Regions from separate parts of the Capsicum annuum genome. Here region 2 is linked to region 1. The links are chromatin contacts, called in public Hi-C maps. All regions are on one chromosome and are shown on one strand. Each heading gives the region's core, a stretch centred on a gene start, on an enhancer-like site or on the middle of the called end of the contact. The rest is flanking DNA. Distances are from core to core; before and after follow the strand shown.

What was found. A called contact is a pair of places that touch in the nucleus more often than the background predicts.
Region 2: a contact with region 1 is called in a Hi-C map of placenta, with 1.8 times the contacts expected there. The contact joins the promoter of LOC107879219 here to the enhancer-like site in region 1. A contact is called at or near these places in 2 of 5 Hi-C or Micro-C datasets (leaf and placenta).

The regions. Positions count from the first base shown.
Region 1 is chr1:127,806,334-127,812,454 of UCD10Xv1.1, reverse strand. No RefSeq gene overlaps it. Among protein-coding and RNA genes, the nearest start is that of LOC124897971, 24 kb to the left of the region's middle. Within about 2 kb of position 2,469, at least 2 of the 5 cell types and tissues checked have an H3K27ac peak or open chromatin away from gene starts, as enhancers often do.
Region 2 is chr1:127,860,309-127,866,706 of UCD10Xv1.1, reverse strand. It overlaps LOC107879219 (protein DEHYDRATION-INDUCED 19 homolog 4), which reads right to left and starts at 4,117. Exons shown (of 5, transcript XM_016726305.2): 1 at 3,709-4,117; 2 at 2,857-2,999; 3 at 1-29. The coding sequence starts at 3,769.

The DNA.
Region 1 (6,121 bases), core at 1,220-3,719:
TTAGTCCTCAACGTTCAATTTTTTATTTAATCGATAAGAAAATACTCATAAATTAGAAATAATAGCAACTGATCTGACTAGAATCTTCAAGTTTGAACTGAATGTTAGTTAGAAAATTGAATAGGTTTGTTAGTTTGTCGAAATTAAAGAGAAATATATAATAAGTAATACACAAACATATACACACACTTATATCTATATCTATAATCTATAATATATTAAAAATGTGAAGGACCTTAGAAATGTCGTTTGAACTTTTTGTCCTTTATTAAAAGTCTCCGCTTTATATAAAATTAACTTTTCACCTACCCCTATTATTTTAATAATACTAATTTAGTATACATATGTTGCACGTGTGTCTTACGTCATTAAATAAAACTATATACATTTACCTACCAATGAGTATAATTTAGGAAAAAGTCACATAAATAACATAAATAATTTGAGCTAAAATAAAAATAAGAACTTCAAGTTCCATAAAATAATGAAGATTAGTTGTATTTAACTAATATTCTGTTTGACCAAGCAAAGCTTCCAAAATCTACTTATTAGTTGTATTTAACTAATATTCTGTTTGACCAAGCAAAGCTTCCAAAATGTACTTATGTTGAATTTTGAATTGTAAAGAAAAGTTAAAGCTAAGAAATTTTGTTGATATTCGTTACTCATCTGTCACTAAATAAAACTAACGACATATTTTACTATTTATGTTTAACTTTCTATCGATAATCATATTTATTAGTAGTGAAATACTTACTATTGAAAAAAAAAATCATTTGTTAGAATTAAAAGAGACAATTCAGTTAGACTATATTTATTTTCTATTGATTTCTTTGAAGGTTGTCAATTTGAAATTATACTTTCTCCATCTAAAAAAGGAATTTTTTTTTTTTTTAAAAGGCACAAGTTGGTTGATGAGTTTCATATATAAAAACACATTATGAGTCCGTTTGGATATGATTAAAAAAATAGTTTTTTAACTTAAGTGATCAAAAGTTTAAAAATAAGTGCTTACAAATTAAGTAGATAAATGTTTGAATAGAAGTGTTGAAATTGAAAAAAAGTTATTGATGTGTTTGGTAAACAAGTGATTTTAAGCACTTTTTTGCTGTTAAAATAAATTAAATATCTTTAAAGTTGTTAACATCATAAATAAGGTGAATTATTTATAATTTTTAATTTTAAAATAAAAATTTTGAACAAACCTCCAATGTAATGATGGATTCCATGAAAATAAAGAAAGATGAAGAGGAAATTGGAGGGAAGAGATGAAGCGAAGCGGCAAAGAGAAGTTTTTTTTTTTTTATATATATTTAAAGGCTACAATTTTAGAATATTGTTGGAATTGGAGGAAAATATAAGGGATAAAACAGTAAATATTTTGGTTAAACCTAAAAGAATTTTAATCTAAAAAGTAAAAAGCTGGGGGTACCTAGCTTCTCACTTTTTAATTCTTTTAATCAGTTTTTAGTTTTTTTTTAAGCACTTTTTAATTTTACGAAACATCTTAAAAAACTAAAAAAGAGATTAAAAACTGATTTGATCAGATTTTAATCCTATCCAAACGGGCTCTATGTCTACCCAAAATAGTACTCAAATTCTCAACACCTTCACATGTCGTAAAAGTAACTGATAATATATCCACAATTAAGAAGAAGATCAAAGAAGTGATAAAATTTAGTTACTTAAATATGAATCTTTAAAAATTTTAAAGAATTTTTTTCTTTTTATAGATATAAACCTAAGCTTTTGATAAAAGATCAAAAGAATCGAGCAAAAACATCTTTAAGTCTAGTACTGAGTGGTCTCTTTCCAAACAAATCAAGCAAAATCATCGGTTTCAATAAGAGTTAATGGAGAGACGAAACCTCAATCACGCATGTCTTTCTCCATTCTAATTCATGGTTCGTACTTTATCTTTGTGCTTGCTTAAATTATCACAATATGGTTATGACTATAATAATCACCGAAACTCTAATCCAATATTCACAAAGAAAAAAAGAAATAATTTTAGCACATGATATGAGCGATCATGGGATGGTGGGGTTAAAGTAAGGTAAAATTTTTATTTAAAGAAAAAAAAAAAGAAAAAAAGATAAACCTGTGGTTCGGCTCTGTTACGAACCATTGCATAGCGAAAACTTTAACGTATTGGGCTACCCTTTCAATCTATCTTCATGCAAATCACACTATATATGAAAAATGGTTATACATACAACACCATACCACACAAAATATGATTTGCTTCAACGACGACCAACAACTCCATACACAATAATTATTATGGCTCAGTCCCAAATAAATAGAAGTCTTAATAAGCAACTAATAATAACAGCGGACTTTTTTAACTCTCTTTTGTACTTTTATGCAACTCAAAAACTTCACCCAATAATCTCCCTAGGCCTCACTTGGTCAAAATAAAGACCATTATTCATTGCTTTGGACTCTTTCAAATAAAGACATCTTTAAGTCTAGTAGTGAGTGGTCTCTTTCCAAACAAATCAATCACAATCAACGGTTTCAATTAGTAGCTAATGGAGAGTCGAAATTTCAATCATGATCTAAATGTCTTTCTCCCATTATAATTCATGGTTTACACTTTATCTTTGTGCCTACTTAAAATACCACAATAAGGTTATGACTATTATAATTATCGAAACTCAAATACAATATCCACAAAGAAAAAATAATAATTTAGCACATGATATGAGCAATCATGGAATGGTGGGGTTAAAATAAGGTAAAAATTTTATTTAAATAAATAAAAATAAACCTCTGTGGTTCGGTTCTTTTTCGGACCATTACATAGCAAAAGTTTTAACGTATTGGACTGCCCTTTCTACAATCTATCTTCAAGCAAATCACACTATATATGAAAATTTGTTATGCATAGAACATCATACCACACAAACAATAATTTGCTTCAATGACGACCAACAACTCCATACACAATAATTACTATGCCTTAGTCTCAAATAAATAGAAGTCTTAATAAGCAACTAATAATAATAGCAGACTTTCTTTAACTCTCTTTCACACTTTTATACAACTCAAAAACTCTACCCAATAATCTCCCAAGCGTTGCTTTGGTCAAAATAAAGACCATTATTCATTGCTTTGGACTCTTCCCATAAAAAGACAAGGCACCCAAAGAGCAAAGAAAAGATTTTAAGCGCGATGCTCTTCCTGCAGAGATAGAATTGATGGTATCAATTAAGCAATTACAAGTCTTATAACATGAGAAAATTACATAGATCCTAGCGAATTGATTAAGCTACTTGAGTCCTATAAGACTAATAAATATACAAAATTGATTAAGCCACTTGAGTGTTATAAGACTAATAGATATACAAAATTGATTAAATCAAGGATAGTAACTACGTCTTCCTTTGTTACAACTTTACTTTTACTTCATTTTTTTTTGTACACAAAAAATATTTCATTGATAGTAAATTTTAATTTGTACAACAACTTGCTCATACAGATGTATGAAATCCTCATTTATCAGTTATCAAATTTTAAATCTTCATTTAATCTTTGTCATTAGAGAACAAATAGAGACATTCCTTGTCTGCAGTTATGATCAATATGTGCCAAGTACTTATGGGCTAATAGCCGCTGAAGCTCGCTGTCTAGCTTTCGTTCATGTATGTATCTTCAAGGTACTAATAAAAGTAGTAAATCCAGCCCCATACTATTATGTTTATATCTTTATACTTGTTTCAATTGATTTGGATATTAGATTTTTGGCTAAATCAGTCCAAAAATATATTTTAGTATCATATAATATTGTTCAATATGAGCCAATTGCATATAATGTTTTCAAAAAATATCACACTATGAAGAATACATTTACACTTTATGTTTAACTTAAAAGGTTAATACAATTCTTTCAAGTTTTATAACCTTTGATTTTTTTGTTACTTCATTTCGTGGGAACATGCTTTTTTGGTTCAATTTTTCGATCACACTGTTTCCAACATAATTTAATTCATGAAAAATAAACTTCAACCATAAATAAAAATATGAAGAAACAATAATTTGTATCGATAAACGATGTGGGTACAAATCTGTTCCTCCCTTGATTCTACTCTCTTGATTTTGTCCGTAATTCAAGGGACGTCAGTAGCGTATTTCTCGTAGGAATATTTGGGATTGAATTTCTTCGTAATTCGAGGGCCGTTAGTGACGTATTTCTCGAATGTAGGAAGATTTGGCTATGAATTTCTCCGTAATTCGAGGACCGTTAGTGGCGTATTTCTCGAACCTAGGAATAAATATTTGGATTTGATCTCCATGAAAGGAAGAAATATTTGGATGTGATCTCCATGAAAGGAGGATTTGTTGATATTCTTGATTTATTTGATTAATCAAGAAGAAAAGATTTTGATCCTTTGAGATATTCGAGATTTATGAATATCTCATGAATTTTTGGTATATTTGGGATCTTGGAGATGCTCTTTAAAGGATATTTGCCCTCTTTTTATAGGCGTAATTTAGGGTTTAGGTAGAGTAGCCATCAAACTAGATTTAGGGTAAAGTAGCCTCAAGAACTCTAACCAAAATTAAACTCTTTTTATAGAGTCCACAAAATTTCAATGTCTACAAATGCCCCTACTTCAAGGCCTGTCGGAGTGTAGACTTGATGAAACTCAAAAACGAGTTTTGAAGTACCACTTTCATCTTTACGATCCCGCGGCTACAAATTTGCATATTTGATTTATGAGAGAACAGATGAAGGGTTGGTCCCACTGGGCGTGCCAATTTATTTCCAACAAAATTTTTACGGTGATAGAAATAAATTGCAATCACAATTAAAAATATGAAGAAACAACAGTTTTTATTGATAAACTGTGTAGGTATAAATCTGTTCCTCCCTTGATTCTTCTCTCTTGATTTTTTTCATAATTCGAGGGCTGTCAGTAGCGTATTCTCGAACGTAGAATTTTATATGGATTTTTCCGTAATTCGAGTGCCGTTAGTGGCATATTTCTCGAACATAGGAACATTTGAATTTGATCTCCATGAAAGGAGGTTTTGTCTTCTTGATATGTATTTGATTATCAAGAAGGAAGAGTTTTGATCTATAAATATTCCATGAATTTATTGAGACTTTGAAGATCGTTGATCTCTTTGTGAATATCCTGTGAATTTGTGGGATACTGGAGATGGCTCTTTAAAGGGATATTAATCTTTATGAATATCCCATGAATTTATTGGGACTTTTCAGATCTTCTTGATGTATTTGATTAATCAAGAATAGAGAGTTTTGATCCTTTGAGATATTCGAGATTTATGAATATCTCATGAATTTGTGGTATATTTGGGATCTTGGAGATGTCTCTTTAAAGGATATTTGCCCTTTTTTTATAGGCGTAATTTAGGGTTTAGGTAGAGTAGCCATTAAGCTAGATTTAGGGTAAAGTAGACTCAAGAACTCTAACCAAAATTAAACTCTTTTTATAGAGTCCACAAAATTTCAATGTCTAACTGAAAGAAAAAACACACAATATTTTCAAAGGGGAGAATTCGTTGTCTTGTTTGTTATGTATAGTTCATAATCTCTAAAACTTATAACTAAAAGAAGTTAGATGGCTACACTATTAAATGTAAACGAACATAGTAATATGTGAAGAGGAGTAGAATAAGATAAACTTAAGGCTACTAATGAATGTAAAGTAACATAACGGGTGATAAGCAACACGGCATGTTCACTACATAGCTTCTTTATCCATATGTGTCAAGGATTCATGAGACAATACTTTGTGCAATCTCATAGCATAATTCTGCCAATCTCGTATATAGAAGGAAAGCACGGTCACATCTCCTCTCAAATAAGACTCTAATGCCCATCTAGACAAAGAACTTCATGGTCCACATTCTTAGTGTGAGCAATTATCGATAAGGAGAAAAGCAAAAAGAATACATATTAATAATTTGTTAACTATACCAACTCAAATTAGATAGAAATACACTTGCATCTACGTATATAGAATTCCAAGAACATTAATTAATGATGGAAATTGAGGGACTTGATCTACTTTACAAGCACAATTAATATATTGAATATGTAAAAGATGCGCAAGAGAAGGTTTTAGCTCCACCATTAACCAACTTGCAA
Region 2 (6,398 bases), core at 2,868-5,367, 53 kb before region 1:
CCAACCCTTTTTGCGCAAACCGGACATATCTGCATTTACAGACATGTCATCCAACATCACCAAAAAACTTAGATGAAATGGCAGACAACACTTTGTGTTCCTTCAACACCCTGATCACTTGCCAGAGATGCAACTGATACAAGCTAGTAGCATAATGTGTTTAGATGTCCAGATTTTATTCAGAAATAGAAGAAATAGAAGTTATACAATCATAGAGTGATTTAATTAAATAATCATCAAATTTTGTTTTTTTGGTCCCAACCACTTTAGTCTCTTATCTGATTCTAGCTCGTGTAATCAAAATCTAGATTTCGAGATATAAGCTTAATATCATATCGTAGGTTAATGATGCCGAGTCCTCGACTAGAAAAGGTCACATGATGGCGAGGAACCAGAGATGTTTTGAAGAAAATAGCTGCTCCCTATAGAAACTGAAGATGAACTGTCCGGTTCTTTTCCACTTTTGGTATAAACATGAGTATCCTTGAGAAGAAGACGATATTCCTAGCATTTAAGATTATTTATGAGATCATAGGAGGCTGCTAATACCACTGTGGTTTCTGATTGTAATTAATACTGGAATACCTTGGGTGTATTCCTTTGTTGTAATATATGTTACCTTTCTCAAGAAAAAGGAAAGAGAAGGTCACATTTTGGTCAATACAGAAAGTAACAACAATGTAACTAAACGATAGTTAGAAAATATATGAAATAGATTTTGTTTTTTGAAAAAAAAATAAATTCTGAAACTATTCTGTGTAACTAAAATATTTTCAGAAACAACCCCTGAAAAACTGAGCTATTGTCCGAATTGGGTGACATTTTAAAAAAAAAGTCGCTTAAATCACACTCAACTTTTGGCTTAAATTTTCCCCCAAAAAAGAGATTTGGGAAAAAGAATAGTTACTTTGCCACTTAGCAAGAACTTATGAAGAATTGGTTATATATTTAGCGGAGCTTCAAAAGCTACTAAACATTTAGGTAGCATCCCTTCAAATTCTACAAGACCCGCTAATTCAGCATATTATCATGAAAGGCTTCTCGGGTTCATGATTCAGGGGAACGGTGAGATTGACGAGGATGTCTCACACTGTATTGGGGCGGGATGGATGAAGTGGAAGCTTGCATCGAGGGTGTTGTGTGACAAGAAGGTGCCGCCCAAGCTTAAAGACAAATTCTTAAGCAAATTCTACAGGGTGGCAGTCCGTCTGGCCATGTTGTATGGAGCGAAGTGTTGGCCAGAACTTCCACATTCAAAAAATGAAGGTGGCGGAAATGCGGATGTTGCGTTGGATGTGTGGGCTAACTAGGGGCGATAGAGTTCGGAATGAGACTATCCGGGAGAAGGTTGGAGTGACTTCGGTGGAGGACAAGATGCGGGAAGTCCGACTGAGGTGGTTCGGACACGTGATGAGGAGGGGACGGATGCCCCGGTTCGTAGGTATGAGAGGCTAGCTTTGGATGGTTTTAGGCGGGGTAAGGGTAGGCCGAAGAAGTATTGGAAAAAGGTAATTAGGCGAGACATGGAGCAGTTACAACTTACTGAGGACATGATCCTAGATAGGAAGATCTGGAGGACACGAATTAGGATAGAAGACTAGTGTCAGTTCGGGTCGCTAGTATAGGGTATTACTTGGTGGGTGTATTATTCTTGCTAAGACACCTTGTTTCATGCTATATTATGATTTGTTTACTTTTCTTCGGTTACTATTACTTGTGGGTGTCGTATTTATGTTATGTCATCTTGTTCCATGCTTTATTATGGATTTGATTATTATTCCTTGTCTTGAGCTAGGGATCTATCGGAAACAGCCTTTCTACTTCTTCAAAGGTAGTGGTACGGACTGCGTACATCTTACCCTCCCCAGACCCCACTATGTGAGAATACACTGGGTTTTTTGTTGTTGTTGTATCATGAAAGGCTTAATCATAAGTCGCTATCCAAACAAATAACTTTTTGAGCCCTGAACCACTGGTGCACAAAATACACTTAGAATTCTTAGAAAGGGGTCAAAGAATTATCATTTATTTCCCTTCTTTTTTTCTTCCAGAGAAGGTAGCGATGTCTAACAATTGAACAGACCCTTTTCTCGTTCTACTTGTATTGTGTGAACCATCACATTACTAGAAGAATAAAAAGAAATAAGCAGCTCATATTTCAAATAAAGACCGCGACAGACTCTCTTTTTTTTTTTTGGTTGCTGGGAGCATTTTCCAGTAACTAGCAGCTTGATCAATTTAAGTGGTACGTCCACAAGTTTGAAAAGAAAGATTCTCATCAATCAGCTTCATGGTTGATCCAGATGTTATAGAAGTTTATCTTTAAAGTTAAACAAGTGACCGGTAATCAGCAGAAACCACTGTGCAATGTAGCACCAGTGTTACTTGCACATAATGCTTCTGATATTTTAGTGATGATATTATGTATCTCCATAATTTTCAGGAGAGGTAAACCAACAAACTATTTTTTTAACACCTAGATAAGGGGAACAGAAAACTATTTCACATCACTACTTTGAAATATTAAGGTCAAAGCTTCACACAACCAGTGTGATCACTGCTTTGAACTTTTAAGTCGAAGCCTCTACAGACATAAACACAGGTAAATCCTTAAAGGTACAGGATCATTTCATAAAATGAACACCATTTAGATTGCCAATGTTTATTCTCACAAACCCATTGGTTTACAGGAAGAGTAGTAAGAGAGGAAACAAAAGAAACCAATTCCTGATGGCACAACAAATTAGAAAGTTTTTATGACGGTCACCCTGGTTTTAAAAACTTAAGCACAACCTACATTTGCCAACTCAATGCAAACAAAGTGGGAAAGAAGTACTAGTAGTAGAGATACTGTACCCCATTCTTAGCTTCAACAGCATGCTCTTCATCGATATGACAACATAGTCCAACAATATCAAAATCCTCCGCACAGAAAGGACAAAGAAACTCTGGCCTAGACTCCTCTTCGCAATTATACTCCTCTCCTAAGTTATAGATATCTGCAACACACCGAAAATTCACTTCCGTAAAACAAGAAAAGCTATGCCTTAACATTTCCAACCATGTTACTAGATACAGTGTGAAAAGATACCCAGAAATGCAAACATAAAATTTTCTTCTCCGTGTATGTATCTTCCCTTGGAAAACATACACATTCCCCAAACGACAATTCAGAGAAAGAGATGAGAGTTGATAAAACAAAAATTTAAAACCTGCACATCTGGAGTCGCTCTGGGCAAGGAAAACCCTCAAAGAACAATTTCTAAAAATCCCAAATACGACCGACCAAACCCAGAAATGCAAATATAAAATAAACTATGCCACTTTTTCAATTCCAGTAAACTAAAATAAAGTTGTAATCTTTACACAAGGTTAGTTTCTGTGAAGGAAGACCAATAAACAACATTTTCTGTTTACATTACTGCTACAGAGAATAAGAAAAAACCACAAAAGCAAATGTAAATTTCTTCAAATTCAGGTAAGGAAACCCATTCCCACAAAACCCCAGCTCAGGAAAAACAAATGTAATTTTCGCAGTTGGTTCAATTCTGTGCAAGGAAAACCCATGTACAACAAATCAAAGCAAATGCAAGTGCATATTCCTTCATTTTCTTGCCAAAAAAAAAAAACACATCCACCTCAGGAAATAAAGCCAAAAACATTTGGTTGCAAATTTTTCACCTGCATAAAACGAAGATAACTACTAACCTGATCGAGATTGGTAACGCCTTGAAGAAGTAAATAAACGAGTCCAAGAATCCGAATCCATTATAAATATCTTGGACTTACAGATGATTTTATGATTAAATCCTTAGAAATTTCAATAAATACTTGTACCCCTTCGGCACAAAAGTGAAACCTTGTTGTTGTTGTTTTTTTCTTTTGGTATGATATAAAGGAGAGAGCCAGATTCAGATGATTTCACCAAGATTTAGACCAAGAAGAGGTGGAAAGAAAAAATAATAGGGAAAGAAGGGGGTTGTGAAGTTTCCTGGAAATAGGGAGGAGGAAGAACCATGAGCAATAGGCAATGACAAGGCTTATACACGCTTTTTTTCTTTGGTTATTACATAACAAGGCTTAAAAGTTGGAACTTTATTGCACGATTGGAATGTGCACTATGCACCTTTCACTTTTGGACCGACTTATTTATTACCTCCGCGTTGTCTACGAAATAACACATACCTTAAGGTTTGTTTGGCCAACGGAATTAAATAATTTAGGATAAAGTTTGAGATTAATTTTATTTTATATTTGATATAAAGTATTATCTAATTTTGCGATTATTTTATTCCATCATTTATATTAAAATAGGGAAATTACTATCTCATATGAATCAACAACAACAACAAACTCAGTGTATTCACACATAGTGAGGTCTAGGGAGGGTAAGATGTACGCAGTCCATACCACTACCTCTGGAGAAGTAGTAAGGTTGTTTCCGATAGGCCCCCGGCTCAAGATAAGATAAGTCATAAAAAACGTATACAAAGCATGGAACAATATGACATGACATAAATACGCCACCTATAAGGAGTAGTAAACAAAGAATAGTAAGCAATCGTAATGTAGCATAACAAGAATATTGCACCGGCCAAGTAAAGCCCTATCCTACCTACCGAAAAAGTCACTAGCCTTCTATCCTAATACGCGTTCTCCAGATCTTCCTATCTAGGGTCATGTCCTCAGTAAGCTGTAACTGCTCCATGTCCCGCCTAATCACCTCTCTCCAGTATTTTTTCGGCCTACTCCTGTCCCGCCTGAAACCATCCAAAGCAAGCCTCTCACACCTACGAACTGGAGCATCCGTGCCCCTCCTCATCACATGTCTGAACCATCTCAAACGGACCTCCCGCATCTTATCCTCCACAGAAGCCACACCAACCTTATCTCCAATAGACTCATTTCGAACCCTATCCCCCTAGTAAGCCCACACATCCAGCACAACATTCACATTTCCGCCACCTTTAGTTTTTGAATGTGAGAGTTTTTGATAGGTCAACACTTTGCTCCATACAACATGGTCGGACAAACTGCCACCCTATAAAATTTACCTTTAAGCTTGGGCGTCACCTTCTTATCGCATAACACCCCCGAGGCGAGCTTCCACTTCATCCATCCCGCCCCGATCTGGTGAGAGATATCCTCGTTAATCTCACCATTCCCCTAAATCATGGCCCCTAAGTACTTAAAACTATCCCTCTTACACACCACCTGAGAATCCAACCTTACTGCCACTAATTTCTAAGAAATTAGATAGAGATTGATGGCAGAAAAAAAAGTATAATGATCAGAAAGCAATAATGACATTTTGCAATAACGATCAAAAGGCAATAATGATATTTTGCAATAATGATCAGAAGACAATAATGACAACTGCCAGTTGGATCATCATTAAGTAACTGGCATGAGTATAATGGTCAGAAGGTAATAATGACAATCGCAAAATCATTACCCAACTGGATAACATATTATGTAAACCTATCCACAGTCCTCATTGCAAATGCATTGATGATACCTCACTAAAATCTAGTGGTATCACAATAACCCCACCCTAACAAACCAACATAAAAGTTCGATAGCTATTAAAAGACTCATTAATACCATATGATTTCCCATAAGAAACAAGCTAAAACATCTGCAAAATCCCTAAAATAATCGGCAAACTGAAACAAGTCGAACATGCAAGGTTATTCCAAGTGATGGAGCAGCAAAAATGCATCTCTCAGATCAATTTGCTGCATTAAAGATGGAGAAGATAGACAAACATAACAATAACAATAAACTCAATGTATTTCCACAAAGATAGACAAACATATTACTCCAGAAAACATAGAGAAAATTGCGCCCAAGTATTACAAGCTCAATACGCCATGCCAATAAAAAGTTGAGAGGAAGACCCAAAATTCCAGATACTACAGAAAAATTCCCCCTCAATAACTCAAAACAGAAAACTAAAATACTTAAGCAATTATAGGGCAACTTGCGAACAGGTTCACTATCTCCAATATCAACATCAAACACATGATCATATTGAATTCCATCAAGAAGAGGACGTGATATGCCATCATCAGGCCCATCAACCACTTAACCAATTTTATCCCAATTTTGCTCCATCATATTCCATGCATACGCCACTCCATTGTCCTCTTTACGAACAACTCCATAAATCAGGAAATTGCATGTCATAGACCAAAAATATGGGTGATTTTAGATATTTGACCCCAAATAAGAAACTTTGAAGAATAGTCTTCCTTACTTTTTAATATACTAAAAGTACCATTTTGCCCCTTTATACTTCAAATATATTTTAAAACTTTCCATACTTATTTATCTCTTAAATTTTATTTTTTATTATTTTCACTTTTTAATTTTTCCTTTACTTTTATAATTCTACT